Regions from separate parts of the Muntiacus reevesi genome. Here region 2 is linked to region 1. A link is a contact called in public Hi-C data. All regions are on one chromosome and are shown on one strand. The core of a region is the stretch at or near the end of the contact, and the rest is flanking DNA. Distances in the headings are between cores, read along the strand shown. Region 1 holds the start of PWP1 (PWP1 homolog, endonuclein). Region 2 holds the start of FBXO7 (F-box protein 7).

What was found. A called contact is a pair of places that touch in the nucleus more often than the background predicts.
Region 2: a Hi-C map of blood shows a contact between it and region 1, with 3 times the contacts expected there. The contact joins the promoter of FBXO7 here to the promoter of PWP1 in region 1. A contact is called at or near these places in 2 of 3 Hi-C or Micro-C datasets (blood and muscle).

What each region holds. Positions count from the first base shown.
Region 1 is chr1:16,695,009-16,699,001 of mMunRee1.1, forward strand. PWP1 (PWP1 homolog, endonuclein) reads left to right here and starts at 1,742. Exons shown (of 15, transcript XM_065938477.1): 1 at 1,742-1,959. The coding sequence starts at 1,888.
Region 2 is chr1:16,858,849-16,863,210 of mMunRee1.1, forward strand. It overlaps FBXO7 (F-box protein 7), which reads left to right and starts at 1,664. Exons shown (of 9, transcript XM_065938529.1): 1 at 1,664-2,304. The coding sequence starts at 2,183.

The DNA.
Region 1 (3,993 bases), core at 492-2,991:
AGAAACAGTCCTGGAAGAGATGAACACATACTCCGCCTACCCTAGGGATTAGCAGTTCATGCCTGAGAGGATCCCTCCCCAGGCTGGGCAAGTTCCAAGGGGGTCCTGCTGAGTGTACAGAGTTGCTGGTGTCTAGTTGTAGTTCTGCCAGTCCCTAACTGAGTGTGATCTCATGGTAGTAAGGCTTTTCACTGCTGAATTTCCTCACCTTTAAAATAGAGGGGGAGTTCCCTGTTGGCTTAGGGGTTAGGATTCGGGGCTTTCACTCCTGCAGCCGGGGTTCAATCCCTGGTCAGGGAACTGAGATGCTGCAAGGCGCATGGTGCGGCCAAAATATTGGAAAAAATTAAATGGAGGTAATTTTTCATCATGTTTCATCAATATTGTTGCAAAACCAAGCAAACTATTGTATGTAAGGAAAATGGGTTGCAAACTGCCCACAAATTGACCCCATATGTGGACAGCCCATTCTGACAATAAAACTGGGACAGAGCATATGCTGCCGGTTTTCTTTGCCACCACTCTCTCCATAACAACCACCCTCCTGTTTTGCTTGCCAGTCTCAGATGTAGGGAAGAGAGATGAAGGTCAGAGAGGGCAATTGACCAAGACAGGGTCACAGAGCCCAAGAAAATCAGCTCTTGAAAATATCTAACCACCTGATGACCTGTCCTACCAGTTTTTCCCCAGCACAAAGAGCCTCATTTCTGCTCCCCACCCTGAACTAGTTTCACAGGGTATTGAAAGGTCAGCAGCTACAGAAGTCCATCATGATTTAATTTTTGTAGAGATAGGTGGCAAGTGTCTATAGTGTCTGAAAGTGTTAGTTGGTCAGTCGTGTCCGACTCTCTGAAACCCCATGGACTGTAGCCCACCAGGCTCCTCTGTCCATGGGATTCTCCAGGCAAGAATACTGGAGTGGATTGCCATTTCCTCCTCCAGGGGATCTTCCCAACCCAGGGATCAGACCCAGGTCTCCCGCATTGTAGGCAAATTCTTTACTATCTGAGCCACCAGGGAAGCAAATGCCCATGGTAAGTGCCAATTTGTAGTTGACAGTATCCTAGCTACTTGCTAGCTGTGTGGCCTTGGGAAACATTATATTCCCGCATATGTAAAATGGGAGTAAGATCTCCCACAAAGGGTTAAGAAGTTACCAAGTTTACATACGGCACTTAAAACGGTGCCTCTTGTATATATCAAGCACTTTGTGTTTGCTGCTGCTACAACCACTACCTTGTACTTAGTATATAAGTAACATGCAAGAATGTAATGAAATGTAATGGCTAAACTATCTCCGTGAAATGATAATTCATTCGGGGGAATTCCCTGGTCATCCAGTGTAAGGCTGGGGCTTTCACTGCTCTGCCGAACTTGGGGAACTAAGATCCCACAAGCCCGCCCAGCCAGAGAAGGAAAAGAAAAAAAAAAGTTCATTTTGGAGAAATCTTTTAAAAACAAACCTAAAACCTCTACCATTGTCAGCTCTAAGAACATGGAGGCAAAATCAAGGTTGGTGTAAATTTGGCTCTGACCTTTACAGTTCCAATTTCATTTATTTATTCATTACTCCCACGAAGCCCGCAGACATCGTCATGGATGTCTTCTAAAACCCATTCACACCACCGTACATAGCAGCCTAGCCCTCGTGGACTCCTGACCCGGCTGCCTTGGAGACCAACTCTTTCCCCACCCCTTACCCGTTCGGCGCTTTCGAATGACGTCAGAAGCGGGCGACAACCCCTAAGGAACTGGTGGCCAGCGCCTGCGCTCTGCCCCAAGCTGCGGCCGGGAACCCTTCTCGGAGCGTGCTGGCCGAAGGGCGGCGGGGGATTCCAGACCCACCGGGGCAGGTCAGCAGCGTGAGGCGTCGCTGCGCCAAGGACCATGAACCGCAGCCGCCAGGTGACGTGCGTGGCCTGGGTCCGCTGCGGCGTGGCCAAAGAGACGCCAGACAAGGTGAGGCCTGGTCGCTCCGAGGTATAGGGGGAGCGGCCTCTCTGCAGCATCCTGGGTCAGCGCCGCCTGGGAACCTGGACCCGGAACGCGCGGCCCTGGCGCCGCTGGTGGGACTGCCGGGGTTGGGGCCGGCTGTGGCCTCTTTGCCGTGGCCAGGGCTGTGGCTCCGAGGGTCTGGGACTCCTGGCCCCTTGGGCCCCGCCCCCTCGCCGTCCCTTCCCCCGCGATTCGCACGCACGTGGACCTCGTGGGCTGGAAGGAGGCGGGACGGTGCTTGCTGAGAACTTCCCGCGAGCCCTCTTGACCAACGCCACATAGTCTCCCATCACCCTAGTGCGTTTTCAGGCAAACCGGGAAGAGGGGGCACATATCTCCGCCCGGCGTTTAGAGGAATGAACTGGATGAAAACCATGGTGTAGAAAAACTGATGTGGAGACTACGGTGTTGTGAGCCCGAGAGTTGAATTAGGAGTTTCTCGCAGTAGTGCAAATAAAATGTTGATGAGGCCTTGGGGGTGGGGGGGTAGAGGTAAACGGTGACACGTTATGAAGGGGAAAAGCCTACAGGAGAGACTGAGTCTGCAGCCGAGGAAATTACCTAAGTTATTCAACAGATATTTAACGAAGTGCTTTCTCTATTCCCAGCATTGTTCGGGGTCCTGGGATAGGCATGAGCAAAACAGGAAAAGTCCCTGCCTTTATGGAGTTGACATGTGCATATATAATTCTTTGTCAGTGGGAATAAATGTTAATTAAAAAAACGGGCGGGGTAGTTTTTGTTTCAGGTTATTGAGCCAGTTCCACCAGGACATAGACTGTTTTATTCTCCAGTTTCCCTAGCATTTGGCATACGGTAGGCATTCACTTGGCGCTGATGGTAAAGAACCCACCTGCCAATGCAGGAGACAGAAGAGAGGCGGGTTCTATCCCTGGGTAGGGAAGATCCCCCTGGAGGAGGGCATGGCAACCCACTCCAGTGTTTTTGCCTAGAGAATCCCTAGGAGGCTGGCAGAGGACAGTCCATCTGATTGCAAAGAGTCAGATACGACTGAGCATGCATATAGAATAAGGACAGGAAATAATATATTAAAAATTACTGAAGGAAGCAAGAGTTGTTAAAAGGGGACCAGAGACTTTCAAATACTTGAGGACACTGATTTCCAAACATGTCCACACATTGAAACCACCTGGGGAGCTTCAAAAACTACCAGCTCCCAGGTATTGTGATTTATTTAGTTTGGAGATTGAGTCCTTAATTTCGCCTGAGATTAAGAGTCCTTCAGGTGATTCTAATGTGCAGACAGATTTGGGAACCATTGCTTAAGAGTTTGTAGGAAGAAGAGATTGGATTTATTCTACAAAGTCCCAGAAAGAAAAATTCAAAGCAGTAAGAGAAATTAGAAAAATAAGTATCTCCTAATTAAAATTTTAAGAACTTTTAGTTTCTGGAGTTATCCAATAGGATTTCTATATTATTAAGGGCATTTTGGTACAAACTGGGTAGTTGAGTGGTTCATCATCTATCAAGAATGGACAGAACACAGTAAGCTTACGGTTTGGCACTCAAGAGGATGACCAGTTTTGAATAGGACGTCCAAGTGGAGAGTCTTATAGATAGTCAGAAAAATGGAACTACAGTGCACAGGGATAGAGAAGGGAAAGTTTGGAGTAATCCAGTCAGAGAGAATGAGCTTTGCAAGGTGGTGACAGTACAGTGAGTGAATACTTGGCAGTGATGCCAGGGAACAGGGCAGGGGACGAAGGCAGGAGTGCTTTGTTTGGGAATATCCGCAGGGAACATGGAGAGAGTGGCCGCTGAGCTGAGGTAATCAGAAGAAAATGAGATGAGCTGTCACAGAAGGCAGTCTGTACCAGTCCATCTTTTTTTAAAAAAGTCTGGAGAGAACATGATTTTTGAACAGTTCTGGGTGAGAAGGATCTTCATTTATAAGGACATGTCAGAAATCCATTTATGTTAAATTTAGAAACTTTGGGTTGATATTTGACTCGATGTCTCTTAAAACCATGTTTTAGA
Region 2 (4,362 bases), core at 414-2,913, 160 kb after region 1:
TCAGGTGAGGATATAGGTTCTTCTGGAAGTCTGGCGTTTCGTTGGTGTAAAATCATGCGGCACTTGGAGGTGGCAGCCATTCCCAAGCGGTTCCTGGCAGCGGTGATGGCGGCTTCCATCCAGGATGGGGTGGGGCGACTACCAGTCAAGATAGTTTCCTCCTCAGGCCAGTTCTTCAGTGTGGTTCTGAGCATCCTCCTAGAAGCTTAACCTGGAGTCACTTCTTCAGGCCATCCCAGAATCCCAAAACTATCCATTATCCTTTTCATTTGCTGCTTTTCTGTTTGGTCAGAGTCAGTCTCTATTGCTCAGAACTAAGAACTCTGATAGATGAAGCCTCCCTTGCTTAAAACTCTTCAAAGGCTTCCTATGCATTCTAGGATGTGTCCCAAATCCTTTGCTCAGCTTGAGGCTCTTCTTTATCTGGGATATACCTACTCTGTCCACACTGAGCTACTGTGTCCATTCTGGCCACATCAAGCCTGGTCCTGTCATCCCACTGTCTCAAGTCTAGAGGGATCCTGAGGTCACTGCAGCAACCAGAAAGAGCTCTGTGTACCCCAAACCACTTCCTCTCTCAATTGCATCGCTTGCCACTCAAGAACCTTCTGGGCCAACCACCCTTCCCTATGTACCCCAGTCCCCAGGATTGCTCTTATCTCTATCATAAACAAGACACTTTTTACGCTCTACCACAAAAGTTGATTCACTTCTCTGTAAGCTCTGCATGGGTAGGACCTTGTCTTCTCGGCACCTAGGATACTCTGGCACAACGGAGGTGATCAGTATATATCGAGTGAATGAAGGTCAGAATGTGGACAAGTGCTGCCACCTATTGGGAGAAACGTTATTGAACTTTTTTATGATTTGGAAAATGGCTATCTTTACAAGGATGAACGTGACAATACTCTTTTCCTCATCGTCATTATTGCCAGGCCCTCTGTGGTACGTAGACTCCCAAATGGACCCCAGTAATCCGTGTCTATTGGTATTCACGCCTTCGGGTTGATTCTCCCACAATGAAGTCTTGGTTGAACGAGTGAAGTGATGGTATGTGACTTCTGAGATGAGATCATAAAAGACACTGTGGCTTCTGCCTTGGCCTCTCTGGGGATCACTGGCTCTGAGGGAAGTGAGGGACACTCTGACATCGTGCCCTTGGGACACTCAAGCGGCCCAATGGGGAGGCCCATGGCGTGAAACACTAAGGTCTCAACAGAAAAAACCAAGGTCAACTGTCATGCGATCGAGATCCTCCAGCCCGAGTCAAAATTTCAGATAACTGCAGGTCAAGGCTGCTTGACCTACATCCTGACTGTAATCTCACGAAAGACCAAGACAGAACCAAACAGTCAAATTTTCGATCTACAGAACCTGTGTGAAAAATGTTTGTTGTCCTAAGCGGTTAAGCTTTGGGGTGATTATTAGGCAGCGACAGGTTGCCAATATACTCTCCGACATAGATCACCGGCTACAATGTTTTGTTTGTTTTTTAATAAATATTTATTTGGCCGCGCTGGGTCTGGGCCGCGTGTGGAATCTAGTTCCCTTACCATGGATTGAACCGGGCCCCCCGTTTTGGGAGCGCGGAATCTCAGCCACTGGCCACCAGGAAGTCCCTACAAATTGTTTTTAAGTTTGCTGTAACGTGGGAAACTATCAGAATCTGGGTTCAATCTAAGGTGCTGATGGGTGCGAATGGTGCTGGAGCCACGGAGGAAACGGAGTAAGAACCAGGACACCTGGCCTTGCGGAGCGGCGAGTAGTTTGATCTGCAGCATCCCTTTCCGCGTTAACGTTCTCTAGGAAAGGCGGGGACAAGTGACACCGCTGAACCAGCGCCGCCAGCGCGGCGCTCCGCGGCGGCCTCCACGCCTGCGCAGAACTCCTCGCGCGCTCTCAGGTGGCGCAGTTGCGCGCCGAGTCATCGATCGTGAGTTCCCGAGCGGCCTGGACCCGTGTGGGCCGCCAGCGGTCTGCTCGCCGGTGGGCTCCAGGGGGCGCCCTCAAGAGAAGGGGCGGAGCGCCCCTGTTTCAGAGACCAGCTCGGCGGGCTCCGCGGTCGGTTGGTTACACCTCCATAGCTACGGTAGTGGCCGCTGTAGGCGGGAGCTCCCCGGCCGCTCCGTAGTTACCGTCGCCGCCCCGGGAGTCCGGACCGCTGAGTCCTCTCGCGGCCGCCATGAAGCTGCGGGTCCGGCTTCAGAAGCGGACCTGGCCGCTGGAGATGCCAGAAGCCGAGCCGACTCTGGGGCAGCTGCGCGCGCACCTGAGCCAGGCCCTGCTGCCCACCTGGGGGTACAGGTAGGCGCCGCGGAGAGGCGGGGTGGGGGGTGGGGACGCGGCGCGGCGGGGAGGCGCGCCCAGTGGCGCGGGCCCGCCCCGGGCGGTCACGTGAGGCGGGGCGGCTAGCGGGCCTGGCGGGGCCCGCACCCCGGGACTGTGACGCGCGCGGGCCAGGCGGGGAGCGGGGACGAGGGCTGCAGCTCGCGGGGTCCCGGCTCCCGGAGGTCATGGCCCGGCGTCCCGAGGGTGAGCCTTCGCTTCCGTGTTTGCAGTAAACGAACCCAGGGAGAGGCTGAGATGCAAAATTCCCGAGTCTTTTGAGATGTGAGCTGGGAAATTACTGGTTTGGCTTAGGTTAAACCTCTTCAGGCTCCCAGGGATTTAAGTTCACCATCTGCAATTGTCGGAATATTTCAGTGAAAAACTTTGTAAAGTGCTGGAAGTTAAAAACCTGCTTCGTATCTCGTCTGGAGATACGAGGCCACCTGTAACCTGTACCCCTGCTTTCAGACTACCAGCCTGCAGTCCGCTTAAAACTCTGTTTTAAGTGTTTACCTGCCAGACGCCGCTGTGGGCACTTTGACTTCCCCGCTGGAAAGTTTTGCAAAGTGCAGCGTGTCGGTCTGTTTCAAATAATATTATTTTCCTGGGCAAGATGTTGCCTTTTTTTTTTTTTTTTTTTTTTTTAAGGCAAACTATGGTAAACGTTGGCCTTATGATGACCCCGGAGAGCTTGCCGTTTGGGGACAGTGACTTTGAGAAATAACGGATCGAATTCTGTTATTTATGGGGTTGCAGATGAGGCTATCCTGGGTATCCTGGAGACCATAACCTGGAAGTAGAGGGACAAAAGTGAGGGTGGTCCTCTTCAAATACTGAGCTAGCGAATTTGGAATTTGAGTGTGCTGAGAAAAAATACAAAAGGTGTTCACTGGACTTTTTAGGTGAATTCTTCAAAAGAAAACCTGCTAACTGGCTCCTTTCGTAAGACTTTCATAAACTTACATTTTATTTTTAGGAAATTCCGTAAAATGAGGTTTTATTATGAACTCACCCTTTCATTTTTCAGTTTAGGACATTACATCCGAAGTAAGCCTTTTTTCCCTCCAAATTAAAAACATAAATACAGAAAATGGGATACTGACAAAATTCCTTTTAAGTGTTACAATAATTGTCCGACACATCTATTGTTTTTTCTTGATGTTAAGCCTCAGTGTTTTGCATGCTGGTATCATTACCACACCACAAATTATCAAAATTAACTTCTCTTTTAAAAATAGCTTGTATACATGTATACATATTACTTTTTAATTAGGTGGGACAATCTGGAAAGGATGTGAAACCCAATATGACTAGCTTTGTTTACTCAAGAGCCCAAGTTAGTTTCTCTTTCAAGTTTGTTTTTACAGTTGAGGCTGGTTAACCGGAAGGAATGTAAGCTTCAGCTTGTGAAAGTGAATTCATTCTTCTGATAGTATGTTCATTTTATAATAAATGGGCAGTTTAAAAATGTGTCCATAAGACCTTATTACTTTTAAAGTGTCCTTGCTGAGCAAGTGGATCTGAGATTGCCATAAAATAATTCTCAAAGGCCTGGAGTTTGTAGGATGGCAATTCCTGATGAAGTTCATTTTTTTTCCCCCACAGTGTCAGAAAACAGGATTGTTTTTTAACCCTTCTCCTCGAAAACCATATGTTACTTTAGAAGTACATCTTTTACTAAAGGGGAGGGGAGGCCGACATTTTATTAAGCAGACAATTCTTTACTTTTTTAAATGAATCAATATTTGAACGAACATTGAGCTAGATTATCATTTTAAAAAACCAACCTTATGCTGTGACAAATCATCCACAAACACAATTCATTTGAAGTGTTTCTTTTTTTCCTGCTAAAAATGGGATGTTGTTTTTCTGGGCACTTGGCTGATTTTCAACATTTATCAAAACATTTGAAAGCAGAGGCATAGCGACTTATTTTCTCATAAGCAGGAGTTGTTTCTAAAGCTTCAGTAATTTCTGTACCAAAGACACTTTAATTGGTAAGACAATGTGTATTTACATGTGAAAGAAAAACAT